Regions from separate parts of the Sus scrofa genome. Here region 2 is linked to region 1. Evidence: chromatin contacts called from public HiChIP or PLAC-seq data. All regions are on one chromosome and are shown on one strand. Each heading gives the region's core, a stretch centred on a gene start, on an enhancer-like site or on the middle of the called end of the contact. The rest is flanking DNA. Distances are from core to core; before and after follow the strand shown.

The links. HiChIP or PLAC-seq counts read pairs in DNA pulled down with a chosen protein or histone mark.
Region 2: a contact with region 1 is called in an H3K27ac HiChIP or PLAC-seq map of alveolar macrophages. The contact joins the promoter of CCNG1 here to the promoter of MAT2B in region 1. A contact is called at or near these places in 1 of 5 promoter capture datasets (liver), 7 of 47 Hi-C or Micro-C datasets (fetal heart ventricle, fibroblasts, heart right ventricle and 3 more) and 2 of 2 datasets of contacts at active chromatin or transcription factors (alveolar macrophages and skeletal muscle).

Annotation. Positions count from the first base shown.
Region 1 is chr16:60,267,013-60,274,869 of Sscrofa11.1, reverse strand. MAT2B (methionine adenosyltransferase 2B) reads left to right here and starts at 3,227. Exons shown (of 7, transcript NM_001142832.1): 1 at 3,227-3,318. The coding sequence starts at 3,256.
Region 2 is chr16:60,351,956-60,359,812 of Sscrofa11.1, reverse strand. It overlaps CCNG1 (cyclin G1), which reads left to right and starts at 3,076. Exons shown (of 7, transcript NM_001031781.2): 1 at 3,076-3,286; 2 at 4,331-4,594; 3 at 6,550-6,803; 4 at 7,400-7,478; 5 at 7,560-7,658. The coding sequence starts at 4,331.

The sequences.
Region 1 (7,857 bases), core at 1,978-4,477:
GTGTCATAGTTCAACTACGTGCTCTGTACTTGAACTGGGTAAAATATAAAAAGTTAACTGATTTTTTTTACGCTCTATTTGAATGGCAATTTTTTGGTGGTTGTTCTTAAATTGTTACAGAGCGTCAATGCAGTGGTTCAAAATTTAACTGAGCATATTCATCACATTTTAAATCGTTAACAGTAGGATTGCTAGGTTCCATTCCTACAGAGCGATTTTTTTCCTGCTGTGCTGGCAGCTCCGGGCAGCTCATTGGTCTAGTAGTCCTTAATGCTCTGCCAAACTTGAGGCTACTCCATTTATCATTTCCTCAAACAGAGGGCAGGGCACTGTTAATGGAAAAAACCTATCAAGATTTAATTTTTGGTGCTGTTACTACCAGTGTGTTTTTACCATCCTTTCAAATAGTTAATTAGAAAGCCCTGGGGGGAAAGCACTGGAGACCTTTACCAAGAGGATTCTGTTGTAATAAACCATAACTCAATAAAATATTTCACAACAGGAATCAGTTGCATTGTCTGGGGTGCTTTCCAAAGACAGGCTCTTGCTTTTTTTTGCAAAAGAAAACTGCAACAAGTCTTCACAGACTTGTTGTATCTTTATTCCTTAAAAGAAAAAAAAAAAGTTGGTTCTCCTAATGGTTTTGATAATGGGCTCTCACTTGGCTGGCAATAAAACATGAAACTTCTCATTGGGTATTTTCAAGACTGCCACGGGGAATCAGCTGCCAGTTTACTGCAATGTGGAAAACTGCACGAGATTCTGGGATCGGACTCAAAATGCTAATTTCAAAGGTCGAATGAAGCTGTGGCTCACGTTTTCGTGTGCCTGAGCTCTCAGCAAGCAGAAGAACAAAGACCCAGCTCGAGAAGGCAGAGGCAGAGACCCATCTCAAATCTTTTTTCCTGAGATAATTTTGGAATCATGCCTGAAATGCCGGAGAATATGGAACAGGTAAGAGCTAGCTATTCAAGAAAAGAAGCATTCTGGAGTTAGAGTTTCCTTAAAAGCACCCCAATGAACAAATGATAAAAACCGAAAGGGTGTGTGAAAAAACAGAAATGAGTGTCATTCCTTTCTTTAAAACATCACTTTGGGACTTGACTTGGAAGAATGAAGTAGCTAATTATTAACCCTGTATGGAGAGTTCAGCTAAGTCTCCATTAAAAAAAAAAAAAAATCCCAAACAACAGTAGTTTCATTTACCAGATTAATGCAATGCTGTAGGTGAAAGTTATATATAAATAACGATTTTATCTTTCTTTGTTTTGGCATGGATTGAATCTGCTAACCTAAACTTTATCTCCAGATTACTCTTTTTAAATTTATAGTTTTAGCCACTAAGTGAACTTGGATATTGTCTGTATAATAATAGCGTTTTTATTTACACTGAAATTTCCATTTTTATAAAGAATGATTAAAACCCATATACGAGCATATGCCCCTAGGGATCATACCCAAGGTTCCCCTGGCGAGTATCATATCAGATTCTCAAATTTAGGCAAGTAAATTCCTTTATTCCTCTAGATAAGTCTGCTCTGAGAATCAAAATGCTAATTGCATATGCATATCCTTAAATCGTCTTCACGTTGAACAATCAATTTTTTTTTCTTTTGTAGAGATTATAACGCATCACTGTAAACTTTACAAAAAATCCTCAGTTTTTAAAGAGAGGAGGATCGGGAGAATCTTGAATCCCTCCCCCCAGTACCACCGACACCTTTTCTTTGTTGCAGATTATGCGCGGTTACTGTTGGGGCAGTCCTCTCTAGGACTCTTAACAGTGCTAATTGATTTATAGCCGGGATTGAAACAAAAATTGTAAAGTGTTGGGGGGGCCTCAGGCTCTCCTGCTATTGTTCCAAAGAAACCTGATGCTTACACAAATAAGGAAATGAGTTCTTGTGGGGGTTGGGTAGGAAAGAAAGTCACGGGACTGAGACGTGGAAAAACTTTTTTTAAAGGCTGCTTGCCTAGTGTTCAGCTGGAAGATGAAACCAAAAAAAGCTTTTATGCAATTAACGTCGTTTTAGAAGAATCCAAGCAGTAATCAACATTTCTGGGCGACTTTTATTAGAGTCTCTGTCTTCTGTGTGTCTGGACAAAAACACTCAGACTGTTCAGTGGAAAGCTGGTGAACCCTACACGGTCCATGCTCGGATTTTTTCTGAGTAAATTTCACCGGCATCCCGGCTGGCATGGGACGTTTTGGTTTTAAACTGAAAGAAAATACGGTTGCGTGCTAGGTCAGCTTCAATGCTTAGGGCTGTTTTAATTTGTTACTTTAAAAAAAAAAAAAAAGGGTGATACAGGTGGTAGAAGATCCGTTGGTCTTTTTCCCCTTTGGTTCCTTTCATTTTCCGAGGTAGCAGAGGCGCCGCTGTGTAGCCAAATGCTGCAGCCTGTAAGGCGGTGCTTCTCAAAGGGTGGTCTTGACTCCAGTTATATCCCCTAAAATGTGGAGCCCCAGGCTCTAGTTCCACAGCTCATACTGAAGTTATTGGTAAAGTACGAGAACGTACGTTTTAAAGTGGCACCCAAACAATTCACCCCCAGACTCCCACACCTTTTTATTTTTAACTAGTTAAAAATAGTTTGCCATTTTTGGAATTTCACACGTACTACCTTTGTGCATCCCAGAAAGACAAATGGGTTCTTCAGAGGCTGATGACTCAGATGTCAACACATTTATTTTTACTCCTCTCTTTATAAAATCTCTCTCTCAAAAACAAAGATCCCTCATTGCTCTAGGGATACATGTCCAATTGTGCTTCCTCTTCCCTTGCCTCATCCCTCCTACCATATCTTTAAAATGTTTTGTTCCACTTTATGTTTTACGTGCCCAGTTAATCCTTATGCACTGCGCACAGTCTACAAACTTGGAAGTCCAGGCGATCCAATTCAATTCTTACCTAGTCGAAAAGGGAAAACTAAATAAACATCCCCAGTTCCTCCTCCCAGCCCGCAAACAAAACTCAAGAGTCCCGGTTTAAAGCTGAGGCCTTTGTTTCAGGTAGCCCTTTAAGAGTCGGCGCGTGGGCTGGGAGCGTCCTGAGCGCGCCCGCCCCCTTTTTGGGGCGTCGGTGGAGCGTGGCCAATCAAGAGTGTCGGTCTTGGCGGCGGAAGCCGGAAGCGGTGGGAGGGGGCCGGCCCGGACCAGGGGAGGCGGGCCTAGGGCGTTGGAGCTGCGGCTTACGGCGTTCTTGGGCTGGAGGAAGTGGCGGACGCTGCGGCGGCGTCGCCAAGACGGCGGGCATGGTGGGGCGGGAGAAGGAGCTCTCTATCCACTTTGTTCCCGGGAACTGCCAGTTAGTGGAGGTGAGGGAATCGGCCCCGGGTCTGGAGGCGGGGTGGGGGGGGGGGACGTCTCGTGGGAACCGAGTGAGCGGAGGGGGACGAATCTGGTGGTGGGGCTGGAGTACTTTTCCAGACGCATTCAGTCGGAGCTGAGGCCCCGGGAGGCTGGGGCGGCGCCGCCGAGTTTGTTTATCTCGGTTTCTGTGTCTTTTCTTAGCAGCTGCGACAGGATAAGTTGAATTTCATTTTCAAGTTTCCTGTCTCCCCTCCCAGGAACGAAGAGGGGTTTTCGGAGATGTTTCGGTTTTGATTTTTTTTTTTTAATCTTTTTTGTTTTTATTCTCCGATTTTAATTCCTATCTCTGAAAAGGGGCCGGGTGGCCTTTCAGAAATAGGAACAGGATTGGAGATGAAGAGTGAGTTCTTAGTTTAAAAACATACAACTATATTATGCACTTTACGTACATTATTTACTTTAATCCTTATAACTGTGAGTTTCTAGTTTTGCTCCATTTTACAGGTAGGAAAACTTGGGGCTTAGAGGGCGAGTACTTGGCCCAAGTGCATTTAGTACGGTTGCATCCGGAATTCAAATACAGGTCTGTTTCCCAAGCTTTGAACCATTGCGGAGGTTGCATAAACGAAAGCTGTTAACTGTGTTTGGAGAGCCCCCTTCTCTACCGTTTCATTCCACGCCCCCCAGCATACACCAGTTCACAGAATATATCTAGCTCTGGGAATAAAGAGATTATTAATGCCCAGATCGATATGTCTTAGAAGGTTCAGGTGAAGGCTATCTCTGATAATGCAAAATTTTTACGCTTCCGGAATGTAGCATATTTAGTGTTTTCAAATCACTTTGGGACTTAGGGGGTAGAGTTAGGGTAGATAGCCTATTTTAAACCTCGATATTGTTTCTGTGTATCCCAAGCAATGCTGAGTAGTAACATTACATATCGTTTATGTGCATTCTCGCATATGAATGTATATGTGTGTATGTAAAGCTTGATAAGTTCTCACAGTAGGGGTTCAGTAGACCAGTGAAAATGGATTTTCCTTCGTTAAAATTGTAGCCAAAACTTGATGTATTTTTGCTGCTCTCAAAACCTATAAAATTGAACCTCACTCGTGAGAATGAAGACGAAGTTTATGTTAGAGAATGAGATGTAGTGGTTACTGGTAATAATACTATTTGTAGGGTACAGAAGGGTGACAGTGGATGTTAGACTGGTGTCACCTAGGTATCTTAAAAAGTTTCTTAAAGTCCAGGAGTATTTATTCAAAGATCTTTCTCAAGGGGGAGGGTTGTGAGAAAGAAATCAATGTGAAACTTTGCCACATTTAAGAGCTTCTAAAAATAGCCAAGTATAATTGTGTTTGCAACTAAAATTTAAGATTTCCTCTTTAGATAATTAGTGAAGTTTCACTCTTGACCTTTTCTAGGACTTTTTTTTTTTTTGTCTTTTTGCCATTTCTTGGGCCGCTCCGGTGGCATATAGAGGTTCCCAGGCTAGGGGTCGAATAGGAGCTGGAGCCACAGCAACTCGGGATCTGGGCCTGGTCTCTAACCTACACCACAGCTCACGGCAACGCTGGATCCTTAACCCACCGAGCAAGGCCAGGGATGGAACCTGCAACCTCATGGTTCCTAGTCAGATTCCTTAACCACTGAGCCACGACAGGAACCCCCCCTTTTTTTTTGTCTTTTTAGGGTGACACCAGCACATTTGGAAGTTCCCAGGCTCAGGTTTGACTCTGAGCTACAGCTGCTGGCCTGTGCCACAGCCACAGCAATGCCCAGATCCAAGCCATGTCTGCAACCTACACCACAGCTAACAGCAAAGCTGGATCCTTAACTCACTGAGTGAGGCTCACTTCCTCATGAATACTAGTCGCCACAATGGGAACTCCTTTGGGATACTTTTAGTAGAAGTTAACCCACATGTGCTAAAGTAGAAGTCACTGTCCCAGAGGACTTGTTGAACCATCTTGAAAGAACCATTTATCTCCTATTAAGTTTACAATTTGGTATTATTCCGTGTACACGTCTCCCATTATGTGTATGACTTCGTAGCATAAGAGCTACAGCTCTCTATTTATATATATTTGGTTTTTCAAGGGTTTTTTTTGGGGTGGGGGGCCTTTTTTGGTTTTTTTTTTGTCTTTTCTAGGACCGCTGCTGCGGCACATGGAGGTTCCCAGGCTAGGGGTCTAATCGGAGCTGTAGCCACTGGTGTACGCTAGAGCCACAGCAGTGCAGGATCTGAGCCCTGTCTTCGGCCTACACCACAGCTCACGGCAATGCTGGATCCTTAACCCACCGAACAAGGCTAGGGATCAAACCCGAAACCTCATGGTTCCTAGTGGGATTCGTTAACCACTGAGCCACGACGGGAACTCAAGTTTTTTTTTTTTTTTTTTAAATCTTTTTAGGGCTCTATTTGCGGCATGTGGAGGGAGTTTCCCAGGCTAGGGGTCAAATCGGAGCTATGTTGCCGGCCTACACTACAGCCACAGCCCAGCCACGTGGGATCTGACCTACACCACAGCTCACTGGCAAGGCCAGATCCTAAACCCACTGAGCAAGGCCAGGGATCAAACACTTAGCCTCATGGATACTAGTTAGCTTCCTTAGCCACTGAGCCACGAAGGGAACTCCTATTCCTTCCTTTGAATGAAGGAAAGTGAGAAACTCAGGAAACCAGATCACAGCTCTTTTATAGCATTTTCCCAGGAATCTTTTTGGTATTTAACTTGTGTAAATTGTTTTCTGATTATATCTCTACTAGACTTGGCATGTTTTAACCTCTTTACAATTACCGTCTTTATAGAGTTGTTTTCTTGCCAAAAATGTAAGAGAAAATATTTTGCTGGCTGAAATCCTTGTTTTCAGAGATCAGTTGGTATAGAGCCAAGTTTTTTTTCCAACAGAGAGCCTAGATGCATTTTTCTTCAACCTCTAAAATGTCTTGAAATTGGTTGAACTAAGGAGAAAATATCTTTAAGAACTGATACCGTCTCTGCCAGCCCTTTCATCTCCTGTTTTTCCTGTGATAGATATTATTGGGTGTCCTTTTTTTATTTTGCTTTTTAGGACTGCATATGGAAGTTCCCAGGCTAGGGGTCAAATCGGAGTTACAGCTGCTGGCCTACACCACAGCTACAGCAACACCAGATCCAAGCTATGTCTGGGACCTACACCACAGCTCCCAGCAATGTCAGATTCTTTTTTTTTTTTTTTGCCTTTTTAGAGCTGCATCTGAGGCATATGGAGGTTCCCAGGCTAGGGGTTGAATTGGAGCTGTAGCCAACGCAGGATCCTTAACCCACTGATCCTGAGTCCAGGGGTCGAAGCTGTGTCCCCATAGATACTAGTCAAAATTTGTTTCCACTGAGCCACGTTGGAAGCTTCCCCCCCTCCCTTTGTAAATGTATAGTCTGCTAGGTTACTCAGCTAAATTAAGGGCTAGAAAAAAATGTCTTTGGTTATTGTGTGCATATTTAAGGTTTTTGACAGCTCAGAATTAGGTGCCTTATAACAGCATTTGAAATATTTGAAATAAAAAGGCCTCAAGTTGATAAAATTTAATACATTTTTTGTTTTGTGTTTAATAGTAAATGTTGACTTCATTCAAGAATCTGTTAGGAAATTTGGTATTACCTGTTAGGGGAAGAAGGGAAATTTTTGAAACTGTGCCTTGAAAACATAGAATTTAAATTATTTCCTAAATAGTAGTTTCCTTTTAATTTCGATGTGAAAGGAATTTTTATTTTCTCACAATAGCAACGCAGAGCAGTTTAAAGTATTTTTTCTTATTCTCTATTAGTTTTCACTGGTCTATGTAGGTAAACTTATATTTACATAGATTTAATGCAGGAATGTTTACCAGTTTGGTTAAACTTTGAATATTAGTACTATAAGGACCAAATTTATTTTCTTCCACTTCAGTTCCTATGAAATGTAATTTGGAACTATCACGATATGATAAAATCATTGAGATTTGAAAGAAAACTTGGAGATAAAACTGAAGACCAAAAATGTCAACTTGTAAACATTACTGGTAGAGTATAGAGTATATCTTTTTGCCTTTTCTAGGGCCGCTCCTGCGGCATATGGAGGTTCTCAGGCTAGGGGTCCAATTGGAGCTATAGCCACTGGCCTACGGCACAGCCACAACAACTCGGGATCTGAGCTGCCTCTTCGACCCACACCACAGCTCACGGCAACACCGGATCCTCAACCCACCGAGCAAGGCCAGGGATTGAACCCACAACCTCATGGTTCCTAGTCGGATTCGTTAACCACTGCGCCACTATGGGAACTCCTAGCCCAAATATTTAATCAGGCTGTAAAGGAGTTCCTGCACAGGGGCTTAAGAATCTGACTGCAGTGGTTCTAGTCGCTTCGAAGGTGTGGGTTTGATGATCCCAGGCCCAGCACATTGGGTTAAAGGGTCTGGTGTTGCCACACTTGCCTCATAGGTTGCAGCTGTGGCTTGATTTTAATCCCTGACCTGGCAACTTCCATGTGTTGTGGGTTCAGTCATTAAGGGAAAAAAA
Region 2 (7,857 bases), core at 1,827-4,326, 85 kb before region 1:
TAGCTCCAGGAAGGATCCGGAAGTAGAGGAGAAGAGACTCAGCTGGGATCCTTTTGATCCTCACCTTTTTGACCCTCACCACAGTTGGACAAGCCTACATCCAAAAGTTCTGGACATTTGTCAGGGAGTGTCGACAGGGGGTGAGGGGCAAAGACTCCTCCAGTCTCCAGGATGAAAACTGAACCAATGAGGAATATCCCTGAGTCAGGGCAGCATTTGACAAGTCACCACTGTTACACCTACTTGTTATAAATGTTGCTGCTTAAGGCACTTCTATAGTCTACAATGTAGAGAATATGATTAAACTTTCCTCTCACAGCCTGGGATTCTTGCCCACTCTTAAGGCCATTAGTCTGAGCTTGGGTTCTTACTGCATTTAACTATTGATGAAAAACATAGTATGAAGATGACAGGTTAATATGGGCCTAGAAAATACCCTAAAAGTCAGTCATTTGAAAGATTCCTAGTAGAGATGCATTACTAAATCTACACATCTTTAAAAATAAAGTCATAGTTAAGGAAAGGCTCATTTTCTTTCTTTTACAATAGCACATAATTGAGTCTTATATTTGCCCATTTTGCTAATTAGAATTTTTAAATTATTTAAATCATAGTCTGTGTTCCAGAATTACAGAATAAAAATGACAGTGGAGATGAGGGAAAGGAGAAAATGTAAAAAAAAAAATCCATTTGACTTGACTTATATTTAATCAATGTTTCTTCAATACTATCGAAATAATTTTTTATACAAGGAATTTCAGATTTTAATAAAAAGTAATTATAAGATCCTAATATGAGAAAATATTTTTATTACATAAACAATGATATAATACCTAAAGCTGCATGTGAAACTTTTAAGTATAAATAAGACATAGAAATTAATATATGCAAATTAGATACTTTTATTAGCATTAAATAAACAATTCTAATACTCTCATTCTAGGCTGAGAACAGAAGACTAAGTCTTACAGTCGATAAAACAGAATCAAATGTACGTTTAAGCAAGGCATTTCAAAAGAAATGTTAGTAATTTAAAATAAAGGCTACCACTTAGACTGTGCTCTGGGCACAATGCCTACCTCCTTATGTATTTTGCATTATTTAATCCTCTCAATAGCCCTATGAGTAAGGTGCTTTTACTTCCTATTATTAAGAAAAGAAAATGGAAACTCAATGTGATTAAAAACTTGCAATGTGATTAAAAAGTCACATACCTGTAATTTGAAAATAAGTCAGTTTTATCCCCAAATCTATGTATTTATATTGTCCACAAGACCACATGTTCCACAAGAACAGGAACCAGTATATTCTGTCCTCCACTGGCACATATTATGTGTTCAACAAATAATAATGAAAGAATGCATATGTATATATGTGTATTCCTAATTTCTTTACTAAATTTTTTCCTTTGTTACTAAAGGAGAAATGTGTACATTTATAAACTCACACATTATTGGAAAAAGAACTTTTTAAGAGTTCCTGCTATGGCGAGCAATGGGTTAAGGATCTGGTGGTGTCACTGTAGTGGTTGGCTCAGGTTGCTGCTCTGCTGAGGTTTCCATGCCCTGCCTGGGAACCTTCAGGGCCGGCAAAGGCTGGCCGAAAAAACCAAAAAACCAAAACAAACAAAAACCTTTTTAAACGTTTTAAATTACCTATTTATATTCATTATGTCAGTTTATTTTCAAGGATGACCAAAGCCCTTTCCCCATCCAAACTGACCTGGTGATATGGCTGAGGTATTAACTTTTTCCCTCTGGTTTTCCCTTCCTCCTTCCTTTCCCTCACTTCCCGGACTCTGCACCCATTATGGGGCTCAGGTCTCATCACTGCCTCAGGGCAGCACTCTGCTGGGCAAACAGCAAATCTTCAAGATTTTCATTTTTTGTTTCTTTGACCCCTGCCTCTCATCACCGCATGCCAAAGTTCTAGGTCCAGGAATCCAACCCCCTTGTTACAGCAGCGACAATGCAGGATCCTTAGGTCCTTAACCCACTCTGCAACCAAGGGAACTCCAAGATGTTCATATTTCAAAGCCCAGGTAGCCACCCACCAGGAGGAGGCCATGAGAACAGAGATACCATAGTACAGTCCATAACAACTGATAACCAACTGGCTCACCAATCCTCCGGCTCGTTTAATATACACCCTTCACATTTGTGACAAAAGTAAAAGGGAAGGAGTCCAGGAAGGCTTCAAGCTAACTATTTTTATACTAACCTGGCAGAAGCTCCCAATCAGAGATTAGGTTCATGGCAGCAAATAAAAAGAACGCATTGCTTCACACACAGCTCTGTGGGCTGAGCTTCACAGTCACTACAATTATTATTGTATACATATTCTTTTTTAGAGCCAACCACAGACCTTTCATTTTAAGCCGTTTAAGAATTACCAACTTTTCTATTTCTAATTTGTTCAAAAATCAAATTCATGAATTGAGCGAAGACCAAGAATTCACACAGCCAAACTCCGCTGTTTGATAAATTTTACAAAAAGCAAAGGCAAGGAAGAAGTGATTTCCAGAGTTCATGAGGAGAAACTTGGAAATTTAATAAACTATACCACAGAAAATCCACCACGCTCTATCTGTAATGACAAACAAGAACTTCACTTTTCTTCTCTTTTCTTTTTTTTTTTTTAACTAGGCACTATATTTTTAGAAAGAGAAGGCAAAACCACTGAACTGAACCGAATGGAACAAAAACTCCCAGTACCTTCTGGAATAATATTCCAGCCAAAACGCCTGCCAGCAGAGGCCTTACCCGGGCCTGGGTTTGTGCGCGCAGCGTTTAACTGCCCCTCCTCTTCATTGAAGAGACTTGGGGAAATCCTCCAATGAGAGACTCTTAGAGGTAGGGGGTGTGGCTTCAAGGGGCGGAGAACTTGACTCCAGAATAATAGCGGAAAGTGTAGTGTGTGCCGATTGGCGGGACTTATTCCCCATGAACCTGTCCTGTTTGGCCCACTGGAGGCATCCATCAAAAGAAGTACACCAATCATCGGCGAAGATGTCCTCCCACCGCCGCGAGAAAGCCCCGCCCTCCAATATATTACTCAGGAGGGCGGTCGCGGGCCCTTCGGCTCCGAGCTGACCCTGCGAAGGGCAGTGTTGGCTCCGCAGCGCTGCGGAGACCTCCACCTAGGACGGTTTCCCCTCCCCGGGCCTCTCCCCTCTTTCCCGCGATTCTCCTCGCCTCGTAGGCTTCTCGGATCTAATATCGTGGGGTGAGGTGAGAGCAGGCCCGGGGAGGGTGGTTACCGCTGAGGAGCTGCAGTCGCGATCAAGGTGAGCTGGGATTTCCAGGTTAACCTGGGGGTGCGGGCAGGGAGCAGGGTTAGAGACGCGGGGTGAGGGGAAAGTCCTGCGCCCTTTTCCTCGGTTAACTCTCCAGAGTAACAAGTTCAGGCTAGTCCGTGCCTGGAGGGGCGGGGCCAGATCCGACCTCCTAAGGCGTCTTAGTGTCAGGTCGGCCCTGTCCCAGGCACTAACCCTGGGGCGAAAGAGGTGGACCCAAGAAGTTAGTGGTTCCACATCTGCCCACCACTTCCGTCGCCCAACCCTAAAGATCCCCTGCCTTCCTGTCTATTGGTTGTTGGTGGGAGGAACCAACAGTGTATCCTGGGCTTAAGCCTGTGCCTGGGACCTAGTAGAAGTTCTTTACTATCTTAAATTAATGAACCCCCCAGGCTCCCCTTGCAGGCTGCGAAAGCCTCCTGCCCCCACTGCGTGCTTCCATAACGCCCTTTAAGCTTTCTTTCCTAGCACCAATAAAAGTTAACAATTCTTGAGCACTGTGTGCCGAGCTCTATACGTTAAACTCTAGTTCAATCATGTTTAATCTTCACAGCCATTCAACGAGGCAGATTTACGGCTAGAAATAAGCTCAATTTCATTGTCCAGTGTTTATCAGGCACCTACTATGTGTGCTATGTACATATGTACCTAGGGGATCTCATTTATTCCACACAAGTCTATGAAGTAGGTAATAACCTCATACTCTTTACATATCAGGGACTAAGGACTAAGAAAAATTTCCCATTGCTCATAAATGGCCGGATAGCTACTGCTATATAATTTCAAACTTTGGGCATAAAGATTTGCTTTTTTTTTTCCTTTAAAAAAGCATGGCTACTGCCCTCTAGGAACTCCGCAATTTAGGATGTGACCAACTGGTTGGGGAGGGAGGGAATAACAGATGGCGCTTTGCCTCGACTTAGATTCACTAATAGCATTGAGGGAGGGGAGACTTGTGTTAGGATGCACTTAGCACAACACAAGGCAGGAAGGCCCCGTTCTTTCACTCCTTTCTGGGCTTTGTTCTATATATAGATGATAGAAGTACCAACAACAACTGACTCTCAGAAACTGCTACACCAGCTGAATGCCCTGTTGGAACAGGAGTCGAGATGTCAGCCAAAGGTCTGCGGCTTGAGACTAATTGAGTCTGCACACGATAATGGCCTTAGGATGACTGCAAGACTGAGGGACTTTGAAGTAAAAGATCTTCTTAGTTTAACTCAGTTCTTTGGCTTTGACACCGAGACATTTTCTCTAGCTGTGAATTTACTGGACAGATTCCTGTCCAAAATGAAGGTACGTTTAAAGCTACATTACCCTGAGTATTTCCTGGTTTTCCTCAGTGATTTTGGAGATAGTATTGCTAGGTTTGGGGAGTATTCATAAACTTGACCTTTTTTGTTTTCAGGAAGTAGCCAAAACATGTGTACTACAGCATTGATAAATATTCTTCCTTTTAATCAAGAGTAATGCATCATTTATTAGACTTCTGACATTGAAAAATATTCTAATATCTGGAATTCTGTCATGGCTCAGTGGCTAACGAATCCGACTAGGAATCGTGAGGTTGTGGGTTGGATCCCTGGCCTTGCTCAGGGGTTAAGGATCCGGTGTTGGCGTGAGCTGTGGTGTAGGTCACAGATGTGGCTGTGGCTCTGGCATAGGCCGGTGGCTACAGCTCCGATTAGACCCCTAGCCTGGGAATCTACATATGCCGTGGGTGCGGCCATAGAAAAGACAAAAAAACAAAAGAAAAAGAAAATATTCTAATGTCTGGAGTTCTCTAGTGGCCCAGAGGGTTAAGGACATGGCATTGTCACAGCGTTTCCAAGTAGGAGAGTTGGCTGTGAGCCTTTTTGGTAGATTGTGTATTTTCTTTTTACTCTTGTTTTTTAAAGAAATATGTTAGAGCCAGAATGCTAGATTGTGAGTTAAGAATTAGAATAAGGAGTTCCTTCTGTGGTGCAGTGATTTAAGAATCTAACTGCAGCAGCTCAGGTCACTGTAGAGGTGTGGGTTCAATCCCCCGCCAGGTGCAGTGGGTTAAGGATCCCTAGTTGCCACAGCTGTAGCATAGGTCACAGCCATGACTCAGATTCAGTCCCTGGCTGGGAAGCTTCCATGTGCTATGTGTGCAGCCATTAAAAAAAAATTATACTTCTTTTGTTGATGCTCTCCACCAAGTCAATGAAGTTTATTTCTTAATCTCTATTCATATATGGTAAAGTTCTAATTGTTTTAGCCTTAATCTACTCAAGTCCAGCTTATGGTTGGCATTTCCAGCTTAAGTTTGCATATAGTAGAATTTTCTGAATGAGCATATATATTAATGTTTCCATATATTATATATTTATTTCCCTATAGTGGATAGGCAGGACATCCGTGTAGCTTTCAGAGTTTAAAAATACATCTGACTTCTGTGTGTCCATGGTCATTGGTGGATGAAAGAATGTGACAGTGAAAATGAAACTCGTCTTTTTAGTCCTCACTACCTAACAAAATGCATCATATATGGAAAGAACTTGGTGTTTGTTGAGTTAAATGGTTCAAGAAACTTGTTCAATAGACTGATTAAACATCTCTTTAGACACCATGTGCAGGCACTACCATTTTAACTCTATAAATGTTGCACAGATGAATGACATTCACTTGTCCCTTAAGCATATTATACTCCTAGTGGGAATAATGTTTGTACTATCCTACAGTACAAGGAATATTAAGAAAATAAAGTTTCAGTTGAGCTGGAACTTAAAGTGAATAGAATTTTGAGTGACAAATTTTGATTGTAGACATTCAGAAAATGATAAAAAGATTTGTAGTGAATAGAGGTTTACAGGCAGAGTAAAGAATATCTACTGAAGTATTTACAAACATTTTTTACTGTAACTACAGAAGAAAACAGACTGAAAAAAATGCAACATTCTGGAAAGAAATTTTGTGCATAAGCTGTCTTCATATAAGCCTTTGATCAGATAATTTGGTCCAACTAGAATACAGTACTTATAGTTCTAAACAAACCAAAAAAAGTTAAGCCGAACATTGTATTGAAACTTAGTCCATTTACTCAAAAATTGGTTCCAAATGTGTACATGTGGTTCAGAGGCACCAGCGGATCACGTTAAATCCGTCACAGCTGAGAAATAAACTCAGCAATACATTTTTGAAGTGATGGGTCTGAGTTCTAGATTATCCTTTACGTTTTTTTTTTTTAACTGAAATAAGGTAAAGATGTAGACTTACTGTCTTTTTAGGTACAGCCCAAGCACCTTGGGTGTGTTGGACTGAGCTGCTTCTATTTGGCTGTAAAATCATTAGAGGAGGAAAGGAATGTCCCACTGGCAACTGATTTGATCCGAATAAGCCAGTATAGATTCACGGTTTCAGACTTGATGAGAATGGAAAAGATTGTGTTGGAGAAGGTGTGTTGGAAAGTCAAAGCTACTACTGCCTTTCAATTTCTACAACTCTATTATTCACTCCTTCAAGAGAGCTTGCCATATGAAAGGTATGTGATCTTTGTTTTTAACAAAAGAGATTTGAAAATCAGAATGGTATTGTCTGGGTGTTACATAAAAATCAGTATCCTGGGAGAATTCCCATCAAATTAAGTAAAATGACAGCTGAGCTCCTTGAATTTCACTTCATTCTCCAGCAGAAGTGAGAAGACTTTCAGTCAAAAGTAGCTGCTTGAAGTCTGTGAAGGCTAATTCTTGAGATTAAAAGACATTTCAACTTCTTTAAAAATTATTTTTCCTTTATAGACTAGTTAAAGTTAACTTATAGAACCTAGTAGGTAAGTATCTAACAGATTAATGAAAAGGGAACTTTAGATTCAAAAATACAGTAATTAAAATGAAAAGGAAAGAAACCTTGGTAGTTGTGGCATGATGCTTTTTATTTACTTATTGCCCAAATTACTTAAAAATCACGTATGGTATCCTTAAGCAGTTAATGTCTCTGAAGAAAGGGAAATTCTGCAGATAATTTATTTTCTATAAGTGTACATAAGCTTCATTATAAAATTGACTTATTTTTCTAAAAATTTCATTTGACTGGATACAAAAGTATCTACATAAAATTAATCTCATTTTCTTTTTAAAGGAGGAACAGCCTTAATTTTGAAAGACTGGAAGCTCAACTTAAGGCATGCTACTGCAGGATCATATTTTCTAAAGCAAAGGTAAATATTTCATAAAGATTAAACGTATCTATTTTTATATTCAACATCTACTTTATTTACTTTAAAACTTCTCTGTTTTAGCCGTCTGTGTTGGCATTGTCTATCATTGCATTGGAGATCCAAGCACTGAAGTGTGTAGAGTTAGCAGAAGGAGCAGAATGTCTTCAGAAACATTCCAAGGTATGTCAAGGTTATAGCCTAAATTCTAGTAACAGCTGTAAAAGAAACTAAAGCACTTGTTCTTGAAGTAAATGAGATGTCATGTGTTTATGTGAAACTTCAGTGGCTTATTCTCAAATTTTTTTGACAAGGAAAGACACATGTTGATAAGGTTGCAATTTCTGTAATTAAATACTGTAGGACTTCTAACTAATAGATG